Linked DNA regions of Mus musculus: region 1 is linked to region 2. The links are chromatin contacts, called in public promoter capture Hi-C maps. All regions are on one chromosome and are shown on one strand. The core of a region is the stretch at or near the end of the contact, and the rest is flanking DNA. Distances in the headings are between cores, read along the strand shown. Region 1 holds the start of Mns1 (meiosis-specific nuclear structural protein 1). Region 2 holds the start of Aqp9 (aquaporin 9).

Region 1 (5,796 bases), core at 2,538-5,037, 1.3 Mb before region 2:
GACACTACAGGTAACTTAGGCTAGAACAAGAAGAACATGAGGAAAAAGCAAAAGCCAACAAAAAAAAAAAAAAAAAAAAAAAAACCCACGTACTTAGAAAGCCCTCAAGTTCAGTCAACAGAACAGTAGGAAGGTGAACTGCTCTGTGGTGATAATCTCATGGTTTCATCTTCTATGTAAGACTCTGGCATAAGAAGCCAGGCAAGGGGTTTATGAAATCTCTATACAGTTTTTTATCTCTTTGATCAATCCCATCTTGCCTCAAAATAAAAAGCTATAATGTGTATATTTCCTAGGTCTGTTCACCAAAAGGTCCCAGAGGTATGATAATCTGGAACTAGTGATCACTCTGACTTTGGCATAACTGGTGTGGCACAAGGCCTGCTGAAACAAGCCCTGTGTGATGAGCAAGCCAGCAAGCCCCAGGAGCTGCAGGGAAGCCCACAAGCTGAAAAGCCAACCACATCACTCTATTCCGAGTCTTACATCTGAGACCCAGTAGATGAAATGCTGTACTTCCTGTCCAAACTAACAAGAGTGAGCTTAGGACACAGGAAGAGACAGTGTTACAATCAGAGTCCAAGGCAAAAAACAAAAAATCAAAAGCCCTGAAGCAGATATCTCCTCTTGAAGGGGTCTGGTCGGAAGAATTGGCTGTTTTGGTAACTCTCAGCCTCTTTGTTCTACCAAGCTTTCAACTGGCAGAATGAGGTCCTCCCTCATGCGGAGGGTAAACTGCTCACTCAGCCTGACTTGGTGTCACTCTTATCTGAAAACACCCAGAAAAGGTTAGCTCAGGGCCCGATCAAGCCAACAGAAGGCAAGAAAGTTATCAAAGATCAGAGGCTGTTTTGTCAAAAGAGCACAGAAGCAGCACAGGAGGACCCACTGGCCAAGGACAGAATGATTGGAGGATCAAAGAAATACCAGGCCCCTGATAAGATGGCTGGGGGAGGGGGGAGGTTTCGAGGCGGGGAAGGGAGGGGAGGGTGGAGGCAAGTGTGCCCAAGACTTGGACTCAATCCCCAGGACCAGCATGATAGGAGGAGGAAATGGGACCCCTGCTAATGGTCCTCTTCCCCACTACACAAGGGTGGGGGGGGGGAAGAGAGGGGGGAGGAGGAATTACTTTCTTAACTTGTCCTCAAGACAGTAAATAACAGAGGCTAGGGCTGTAGCTTAGTGGTAGAGTGCTTGCCTTTGCGTGCATGACGTCCTAGGTTCAATCCCCAGTACTGTCAGGGAAAAAACTGCAATTATACATGAATTCTTGAGTTCTGATCTCATAAAGATATTTCATGATCTGTTTTAAAAAATACTTATTTTAATGTGTATTGGTGTTATTCCTGCATTTGTGTATATGCACCATGTGTGTGCCTAGTGCCCACAGAGACCAGAAGAGGGTGTGGTAACCCCTGGAAAGAGAGTTACAGACAGCCCCGTGGGTGCTGAGAACTGTACCTGGGTCCTCTGCAAAAGTAACAAGTGCTATTAACTGATGAGCCATTGCTCCCGCCCCATAAAGATATTTAAAAAAAAAAAAAGACATATTTTTAAAGAGAAAATAAAAAATCAAAGAGGACAAAACTTTAAAATAATCCCAACATATGCAGAAACAAGTTCATTAAAAAAGTCACTATTTCCTCCCCAGTATAAGATGAACTGCAATCTAATCAAGTCTTCCTGGCTAACTGCCTTTTGAGACTATGGGAAAGATAAAGGCACACACCAAAGAAACCAGACAGATATAAAACCACACGCATCTAGAAGATAACAGGCCTGATATCTTCATTAGGTTAAACACAGGAAGTTAATAAAGGATGCATCGATGAAGTTCATATTAACAAAACATTGGCCATAAAAACTATATACGCTGTATGAACCTTGCCTGGTCCTGATTAAAAGAAGCCAACGCTAAGGACAGATTTCAGCATAGTACAGAATTTTGCTTAGAGGCATCTATCATGAGAAGATGACATCAGAACAACACTCGAAAGAAAACATCCCCACTTCATCAGATAGACCAATGGTTGCTAGGCAGAGTTAGGGTATATGGGAGTTTCCTTAAAGACATAATAAGAATAAAAAGATGGGAGGCCAGGGTTTTCCTGTTCAGAATTAAAGGGTCAGGTCTATGCTACTGGAACTTAGGACAGAAGGAAGCCGACACACTTTTAAGCCTTTCTTTTGCTATTTCCAGATCCACCCTCAAAATCCTGGACATAACCGCACGCTAGTGCTCAAAACACAACAAAACAGGGGACGTTCTTTTCACACTTAGGAGAAAATTCACTTGTCTCACTTCCTGTCTGTTTCCTCTTCTACTGCAATCTCCTAAAAAATATTTAGAAATACTCATGATAGATTTAGCCAGCAGAGCAGGATGTAAACACACGCATTCAATAACTGAATTCTTCAAAAATTAAAAATATGAGTAAGTGTACATCTCACACATATGTCCATCTCCTACCACTTTAATAGTGTCTATGTTTAACGTCATGAATTTTTAGAAAGGAAGGAATTTCTTAAATTTCTTATTAGAAATGTAGAGAAGGCAACACGGTTGCACTCACATAAACAAAACTGTGATGTTAACAATTACGGATTTCATGCTTATGTTTAAAAACAAAAATGGATATTCTTGCCAAATGCTATTCTAAAGTCTTTCGATTTGCTCGTTGTTAAAAGCATGCAAACTGACCAACTGACACCACGTTCTTCAGCTAAAATAACCAGGACTCCAAAGGATTCAGTCAGTTCCCAGCTCTCTGTATTTCCTCAACTCCAGGCAGGGCTGACAGCCATCTTTCACCTTTTCCAAGGAAAGAAAACTAACAAGGACATTGCAACTTACTTTTTGGATGGCTTCTTCCATGTCGAGCTCAAACTGCTCATTCTGCAGCACTCTGAGGAACCTCTGGCGTTCCACCTTCTCGTCGTTTTCATTTTGCACCACTTGGTTCTTGGCTTGCCTCTCTAACTTATTCATGACTTGTATGTTCAATGATTTGCGGAATTTTTCATCTACTAACTTCTGATGCTTTTCACTAAAGCTCAAAGCTCTCTTTTTGGTCGCCTACAAGTGCGAGGGGGAAAGGGAAATACACAGAATTCAATATTCTTCTTTCAAAAAGATACTGCTGAAAATCCCTATAATAAACACTATAAAATAGGTAACAGTATAAAAGGTCTTTGGCTTTAATTCAGGATATACTAATTAATATTTAAATATGATAATGTAAACTTAACGGCGTACTGATTGAGTACTACTAATAGTCCCTGTTTTGTAGTGGAAGCAGGAAAAGTTAAATTAAAATTCAACAGCGTCAGTGAGTGCGATGCGGATGCTCTCCAGCTGCAGCTTTACCACCAGAGAGTTGCCTTTCCCCCCACCCACAACAGAGCAGATTTAAAGATGTATCTATTTCGATGAGAGGGGGAAAGGTGCAGAAATGCCTGGAGTGTTCCTGGAAAAAAAAAAAAAAAAAAACCCAGAACCTTCTAGTAAGCAAATCGAAGTTTCTCACTGACCTCTCGGATTACGCACTTCAAATTGTATTTCAGAGAGCTCAAGACTACAAATAAACAGTTTGAAAGTCCCTGACCGACCCTTCCCCCGGCCTCCGAGCTGCTTACCATCTCGGTTGGCTTTAAACCTCCTCCTCCGGCAGGATGGGTCTCTGCCTCAGTTGCAAACGCGTCTTCCGGAGCAGCAGCCACGGCAGCGGATACCTGTGCACGCTGGGTTAAGTTTAAGCTGTGTCCCGGCAACCGCCAAAAATGCACCGCCCGCCCAAGAGGGACGCGGCCTCCCATTGGCTGGCACAATATCCAATCAGCACGGAGAGTCTTCGTTGCCAGGCAGGAGCGCTCCTTCCATAGGACCAAGCCAAAAGCGCGAAGTTCGGACGCTTTGCCCTAGCGGGAGCCGTTTACATCCGAAGGGAGCTAATCTCTGCGGTCTGGAGCCCAGCTAAAGCCCCAAGGAACCCCAATAAGCTCGGACTTGTCACTGCAGTGGACTGAGGGATGGTGCCCCTCTACCATCCTCAGTCGGTAGCAAGTTGCCTAACGTGGGTGCTGGGCCCTCCAAAAGAGCAGCAGGGCCCCCTACCGAGCCATTGCTCCATCCCTGATACACTCATTTTAGAGATGAAATATTTTGAGAACTTAGAGACACGGACGAGACCTATTTACTTACCTGGAACAGAAGCCACTGGATCGCTAGCGGAGTGTGAGACTGGAGAGCACGTGAAAACGGAACGGAACAGGTGTGGATGCATACTTGCAATCCCAGTGCTCTCTAAGGCCAGGACCACGTGCCGAGGGATGGCACCACCCACTGTGGTCTAGACCCCCCCCCCCATATTCATTAGTAACAATAATGATAATAGTCACCGCACGCCTTTAATCCCAGCACTTGGCAGGCAGATTTCTGAGATCGAGGCCAGCCTGGTCTACAGAGCCAGGACAGCCAGGTCTATACAGAGAAACTCTGTCTCAAAAAAAACAAAAAACCAAAAATAAATCATATATGAAACTGACTGTGGGGCAAAGCATATAATGCAAAGCATTCTTGGACTTAGGATGCAGCTAACAATCCCTTGGAACTCTACTAAGAATGTGGTTTGTGTAACTTTAAATTTTAGCTAATACATTAAAACCAAAAATTGTGTCTTGTGGAATATCATGGAACATCCTGGTGCATTGTATAATATTTAAATCAGTAAACATCAAAATATTTCTTTAGGGTTAAACAATCTTTTCCTCTGTGTGGTTTTTTTTTGTAATGTACAGCATATTACCATCCTACACCCCCACCTGGCTGTGCACCCCTGTACTTCTGACTATATTTTGCTAACTGCAGTCTAGCCCTTCGCCATTTCCCCCTGCCCTAGCCCCTGTCATCACCAATCTGCTTACAGTTTCTGTGAAATCAACATTGTTAAAGACTCTACGTGTTTTCACAATCATACTTTATCTTTTTTTCTTAAGAACTTTTTGAGATTTAACTTTACGTAAATAAAGTGTCTATGCGCCATTATGTGCCTGATGCCCACAAAGACCAGAAGATGTTATCAGCTCCCCTAGAACTGGAGTTAGAAATTCCTGGAGGTAGGTTACTGGAGCTGTCATGTGGGTGCTGGTTCCCAAACTCCGGGTAATCTGCAGGAATAGGCGGCGCTCCAAACCGTTGAGCCATCTCCCCAGCCCCACTCTGGCAGAGCAATATCTGTAGCACCATTATTATTTCAGCTGATCTCTCCAGTTCCATCCACACTGTCAGAAATGGTAAGACTTTGTTTTTCCCTGTGGTTGAATCTTATTCTTCTGTCCATTTATTCACTGATGGACACAGGATATAACCAGGACTTGACTACTGTAAATGGAGCTGCAACTAACGTGTGCATTCAGAGGCCTTCCGCATGCGGATTCCATATCCTGTGGATATATAGATTACGGTGGGGGGGGAGGAGGCAGTAGTTCTATTTTAACTCTGGGGGACCTTAGTCTAGTATTCTATAATGGCCACACTTATTCACATTCCACCAACAGCATACATGTGTTCCCTTTTCTCAGTACTCCCAACAATGTTTTTTATTTTTAATATTTTTGAAAACTATTCTTGCTGGGGTGAAGTGATATCTACTCATTGCAGGTTTGGCTTTTGTGTCCTGGATCATTATTCATTAGTGATGTTGAAAGGGATACATTTTAACGGTGGCCTCTTTTATTGTTTGTTTTTCATTTTATTCATATTATCTTTTATTATTTATTGTTGTTAGAAGTGACTGC
Region 2 (6,602 bases), core at 2,020-4,519:
GAGAGTGTTTCCATAAAGATGGAGGAAGGGCAGAGAGACAGATGTACACTACTTACCCCTCTTAGAGTACTTGGGAGGTTTTGCTTGGTGGCTGTGAGGAGTTAATGATTGACGATGAGCTATGGTGATAGTGAATAATAGATGCTAACCTCCTTCACCTAAGCATGAAATCTCTATTTCTAGGCTCTTCACTCTCTCTCCCGGTCAGTCCTAATGGCTCCATTGGTCATCTCTCTGAACACAGGCACCCTTTGCATGTGGGCCCATACTGCTTCCTGCTTCATATCTCTCCCATGCATGTGTGGTTTCACATCACACAAGTGGAATTCATAATCTCCACTGCAGTCCTGGGCTTCTCCAGGGCTCCTCTCCTATCGCTTTGTGCCACCTGCCCCAGCCAGCTAAAGACCCAGCACAGCACTTTGACGGTTTCTTTCCTTTTCTGTGTCTAACCTACCAGCCCTTTCCGTTTCAGGACATTTAAACAGCTTCCACTTCTTCCACTATGAAAACTGCCACTCAGTTTTAGAGTCATGTAACACCTCTACATGAATCTATATGTGGCTATTTAATCCCCTCTCCAGCTCACAGCTTGGATTACCTTCCTTAACTGATTAAACTTGCTCATTGGTAGTTTAATGTAAGTACTTAGGGCACTCTCCTTACTGTCACTCCGTCCCTGTCATTCTTCTGCCTCCCCATAGCACCTTGTCTTCCCCATAGCACCCCGTCTTTGTCTTGTTTGTGATCTGTTATCTGTTGTTGTTTTGTTTCAGGACAGGGTTTCCTCTGTGCCCTGATTGTCCTGGAACTTGCTCTTGTAGCTAGGGCTGGCCTTGAATTCATAGATCTGCCTGCCTCTGCCTCCTGAGTGATGGGATCAAAGGTATGAGCCAGCCCAACTTGGCTTGTGACCCATTGATTTTAACCAGGACTGTCTGTGTGGCAATGAGTTTAGAGCTGTGCCTTAGAGCCTGGTGGGCAACCATTTGTTGCACAACTGAATCCATCTGTAGCTAAGTTGTCAGGGACAGCTAGGAGAGGATGATCTTTTTAAAAACCCAAAGATCTGACGACCTCATCGACCTGTCTAATCTACTCCAATGATTTATGACACTTTTAACCTGATACACAATTTACAAGGCTCAGTATAGTCTTGTTTCTCCCACCCCAGCTCATTCTTCACACTGTTCCTTCCTTCACCCTGGAGGCTAACCACAGTGGGTGTTTCTCTGGTTCTTTTATAGGTGTCATTTTGCCCCCCCATCCCTCAAAGTCTTTCACACCCACTTCCTTCCCCATTTCATGTGAATAGGCCCTGTGCCTCCTGATCTCAGCTTAGACATAACTTCCCAGAAGACACTGCAGAGATCTCTCCAACAAGGTGGACTCCGCTTGCCGTATTTGCACATGGAAATACAGCCCCCGCCGGCAGAGCATGTGTCCTCGGCTGGAGTTGTCTGTTCGTGTCCCTGTGTGATTGTGTCTAATGTTGGTCTCCGTCATAGCCAGCCCTGTGACAAGCAAGACTGCCCCGTGCTTTTGCTACAGGCAGTGCTTGGCACACAGCAAGTATGCCATAAATATTTGTCAGGTGAGTGAGCGTGGACTCTGAAGAACACGCTTTGTGTCTTATTAGCTGAAGTCAGAGCAATAAAGTCCTGTTCCTCTGGTCGAGCCACCAGGACTTGGGCATAATGTGGTCATAGGAAACTCTCCAAGACAAAGCTATCCATGATCACCTAACCAGGAGTTAAAGCAAACTTCTGGGTGTTTCAGCTACATCCTCATCATGACCATTTAATCAGGAATTAAAGTCGAAATGCTAGATTGTTTTTTATTTATTTATTTTTTAAATTTATAGTATTGACCTCTTCGGTCTGAACTGTAAACTTTACCTGCAGCTTAGGTGTTTGATCCTGCCTCTGGGCTCTTCCCAGCTGCTCTGCTCACAGCCTCCCCTCACCCCTTCCAGCCTGCCTCCTCAGCTGGAAATGATTGAGGGCCTCCTGCAAAGGTAGAGGAGGGCCCCAAAGAAGACTGGGAACTGGGCAGGCTGCTCTGAGGGAGGGAAGGAGGGTGGGAGGGAGGGAGGGAGGGAGGGAGCATAGCATGGGTTCAAGTCAGTGGACTGCCTGGGGGTGTTTAGAGACTACTGCCTCCAATTCCGTCTTTTCAGACAAACCAGCTTTGGAAATCAGGGCTTGCTTATTGATCAGGTCAAGAAGCTATTATAAGATGTAGTCTGTTGCCTGTGAGGATGTTAATTCATCAGATTTAAACTAGATACCTTAGTGGGGCATAGTTACTCCTCTCTTCTTTAACTGGGATGGGATTGACTGGTCAGAGGGCTAGAATTCCAGTCCTCTGCTTTCTCTATCTTTCTGATTCTTGAATCCTAAACTCTGTTTACCAGATAGGGAGACCACTTCAGTGAACAAGAGGGAGTTCCCATCTTGTCCCATAAACACCTTAACACCCTCCCCTCCCCTCCCCCCTCTTTCCCTCCCTCCCTCCTCCCCCCCCTTTTTTCCTCTCAAGACAGGGTTTCTCTATATAGCCCCAACTGTCCTGGAACTCATGTAGACCAGGCTGGGCCCTTGAACTCACAGAGATCAACCTGTCTCTGCACACACACACACACACACACACACACACACACACCTCACCCCCCACCCTACCCCCAGCGCTGGGATTAAAGGCAGCACTAACCCAATGCCCCATAAACTTACATTTCGGAGCCTTTAAACTGCCCTTCCATAAGTTAATTTAGTTATTTCTGGAGCCCTTCAGAAAGACTCCAGCAGTCCCATGAACTCCCCGAGGCACTACTAGAGCCAGCCTAGTCTCTTTCCCTTACACTCTCCAGTTTGGAAGAAAACCTTCAGGAGAGAATGTTCACAGTGAAGGTGTCTATACCTGATTGAACTATTCTAAATTACACCCAAACTGCCCACTTCCGAATAGGAGAAAACAAATCATCAGAAGGCTGAAGTTGTGTAACAGGTAAATCTCTTCTGGACCAAGGCCCATCTCTGGTTTGGCAACCCAACCAACGTAGCATCTCTTTTCTCATCTCCTGGAAAAAAAAAAAAAAAAGAAAGAAAGCCAACAGAGAAAAAGTAGCCAGAGAACAGAGAATAAAGGTAATGATTAATCTGTCAAGTACAAAAAGAGTCATTTTGAGGATTTGGAATTATAACTCATTAATGCAAACAAATAGCAATGAGCTGGGAGGGAGGGAGGGGCTGACAGCAGAGGCAGACAAGGATTAAGTCACAGTTCCTAATTAGGACAGGCTCTCTGACACAGTCAGGTATCTCTTTAGTCGCCTCCAGAGATCCGTGCAGAGCTAAGTGAGCTTGGTTTTTTTAAAATTCTTTTTTGTTTGGTTTGGTTTTCATGTGGTAGTGAAGGCAGGAAACTGAGCGAGCAGACCTTGGTGGAAAGCTTACCTCTGGCAGAAACCCCAAGATGCCTTCTGAGAAGGACCGAGCCAAGAAGAACCTCGTGCAGAGGCTGGCCCTGAAGAGCTGTCTGGCTAAGGAGACACTCTCTGAGTTCCTGGGCACCTTTATAATGATTGTGAGTATTGCTCGATTTCCATTTTCCCAGTTCAGACCTAACCCCGCCTTCCTGGCTGCCAGGCGTCTGGAGCAGGGCGTTTGTTTTTTTGTTTTCCCTGATTATCAGTTCCAGTCCCTTCTAGGAGGCAGCAAGTCACTTTCTAGGTTACTTGACTATTTGGTGACCATTAAGAGCTTCGTTCGCTCTTAACGTGTAGCCAAGACAGTTGATAGGAGTGGAGAAGGGGGAAGGGGAGTACTTCTTCATTTTAAAATGTCTCAAAGTGGCTTTTATGATGAAAGAGTTGCTAGACATTGCTTCCCATTTGGTGACTGAGTCATCTGAAACAAACATTAATGGTCAATAGATAGCGTGGAACAGGCTGCCAAGAGAGGTGCCTGGCAGTTTTGTTTGTTTGTTTGTTTGTTTATTTATTTATTTATTTATTTGTGTGTGTGCACGAATGCACACAAGTGCATCTGAAAATGGCCTGGCAGTTTTATTTATTTGTTTGTTTGTTTGTTTATTTATTTATTTATGTGTGTGCACCAATGCACACAAGTGCATCTGAAAATGGCCTGCTGGAGTCAGCTCTCCTTCCACCATCCTTCCACCATGTGGACTCTAGGGATGGAGCTCAGGTCATCAGGCCCGGCAACAGGGACTTTTATCTCGTGAGTCATCTCACCGGACCTACTTAGTAAATCAGAACTTGGGGTTAGTATGGTGTGTGTGTGTGTGTGTGTGTGTGTGTGTGTAGCCTTGTGTTGGTTTCATATAATTTCTCCCTTTTGATTGAACTTGACTTGAGCAAATCTCTCAAGGTCTTTAAATTGAACTTCATAGAGTTAAACATGGACAGGCCTAAGAATCTCAAAAAGAGATTGGCTCAGCTATGAAAACAAACAAAACAAAGAATAAAACAGAGACCAGAAACTATTGCTACTTTCTGAACTGGTGTGAGCCCTGGCCTCAGGCTTTTTTTAAAATGGGACAGCTATTTATTTCTATTTATCTATTTATTTATTTATTTATTTATTTATTTATTTATTTATTTATTTTGGTTTTTCGAGACAGGGTTTCTCTTTATAGCCCTGGCTGTCCTGGAACTCACTTTGTAGACCAGGCTGGCCTGGAACTCAGAAATCCGCCTGCCTCTGCCTCCCGAGTGCTGGGATTAAAGGTGTGTGCCACCACACCCGGCTTATTTAATTTTTTAGAAAACACACCTGCCAGAGAGAGAGACAGAGAGACAGGGAGACTCTTACTTCAGGTATAATTTCAGCTTCTCGTTCTCAAATATTTCTCTCTTTTATTTATATGAGTACACTGCTGCTGTCTTCAGACACACCAGAAGAATGCCTTGATCCCATTACAGATGGTTGTGAGCTACCATGTAGTAACTGGGAATTGAACTCAGGACCTCTAGCAGAGCAGTCAGTGTTCTTAACCGCTGAGCCATCTCTCCAGCCCAGCTTCTCAAGATTCTAGAGGACTGTCTTTAAGTGTGCATGTTATCCTTGGCTTTGGATCATTGAGAAGGAAAGGGGCAGGATGTGTAGGCTGAGTCAGGACTGGAGGGTTCTTTTCCTTCTTTCTTTTCGCTGTCCGGAAGCTCCTTATTTTTCTCACCATGGTCAGGGTCAGGACTTAGGTCTGGGTGGTTAGAAGAAAAGGGAGGGGGAAGCCCCCAAGTTATCTTTCCAGTGAGAGCTTCCTGGAAGATTGCCCCAGCCAGATGTGGAGATGCTTGGGAGTGTTCTCGTTGTTAAATTAGGGTCTCATTACTTAGCTCCCGTTGGCCTAGAATTCACTTTACAGACCAGGCTGGCTTCAAACTCAAAGAGATCCACATGCTTCCGCTTCCAGGATGCTAGGATTAAAAGCGTGCATCTCCACACCCAGCCTGGCTCACTGTTGATGTTTGAAAATCTGACCTTCAGAAGGAGTTGCCAGCACAGTCTGATTTGAGCCTGAAATGACTTAAGCAGAGAATTGAAGCAGAGCCTGAATCACCTCTCAGTGCAGAAAACAAAGGGGAGGGCTGCTCAACTTCCTTTTCTACAACCGAAAAAGTTTTAAAGCCCTTCCCTCTTTCTTAATCAGTTTCATGCCGGGCGTAGTGGCGCACGCCTTTAATCCTAGCGCTTGGGAGGCAGAGGCAGGCAGATTTCTGAGTTCAAGGCCAGCCTGGTCTACAAAGTGAGTTCCAGGACAGCCAGGGCTGTACAGAGAAACCCTGTCTCAGAAAAACCAAAAAAAAAAAAAAAAAAAAAAAAGACTCAAGAATCAGTTTCATAATCCCATTGCACATTAAGACGATGAAAACTGCTTCTAGCCATTCACCCTTGAGATCATGAAGTCCTGAGCCATCTCCCTCTTGCTCCTATCATTCTGCTTCCTTCCCTAAGGCTGGCTCCAGAGACTTGAGGTCGCCTTTTCCAAGGCTAGAAATTCTCAATCTCCACCCTCCCCTGCCCCTTTCAAGCTTGCTGTAAAACAATTTCCTGGAACCAGCCCGTGTGATAATAGGTCATAAGACCCTCGATAATAGGTCATAAGACCCTCATTTCAGAAAGGCCCATCCTCATGGCCTGGAAGAAGGAATGTCATTGCCAAGAGGGACAGAGAAGAATCTCGAAAGACAAGCTTGCTGACTTCCCACTCAGTGAGTTTTATTAACTTGTTTTGTGTACATGGTATTTAGACACTTTCCCTCTGAGCTATGCCCTCTAGCCCTAACCTAGTTATATGGCCTTGAACAATGTTCTGACCTTCACCTGACCTTCATGCTTCAGCCTTGTCTTTGTAGTAAAAAGTCTCCATATAAAGTTGAAAAGACAGCCAAACAGGCAGAGGGTCCTAGAGGGTGGATGTAGACCCTGCATGTCTCCTCTTATTCCTCAATCTTCTCTTCCTTTGTACGCCTCACGGAATCCTTTAGAATAAACCTGTGAACTCAGGGCTCCCTCGAGTTCTGTGAAATGCACAAGTTGACCAATGGAAACCCAAGGAGAGAGTTGTAGGAATTTCAA

The links. Promoter capture Hi-C pulls out the DNA fragments that hold promoters and counts their contacts.
Region 1: a contact with region 2 is called in a promoter capture Hi-C map of erythroid cells, with 262 times the contacts expected there. The contact joins the promoter of Mns1 here to the promoter of Aqp9 in region 2. A contact is called at or near these places in 2 of 39 promoter capture datasets (erythroid cells and hippocampal neurons).

Annotation. Positions count from the first base shown.
Region 1 is chr9:72,436,520-72,442,315 of GRCm38.p6, reverse strand. It overlaps Mns1 (meiosis-specific nuclear structural protein 1), which reads right to left and starts at 3,787. Exons shown (of 10, transcript NM_008613.3): 1 at 3,637-3,787; 2 at 2,855-3,076. The coding sequence starts at 3,639.
Region 2 is chr9:71,159,956-71,166,557 of GRCm38.p6, reverse strand. Aqp9 (aquaporin 9) reads left to right here and starts at 3,269. Exons shown (of 6, transcript NM_022026.3): 1 at 3,269-3,585. The coding sequence starts at 3,475.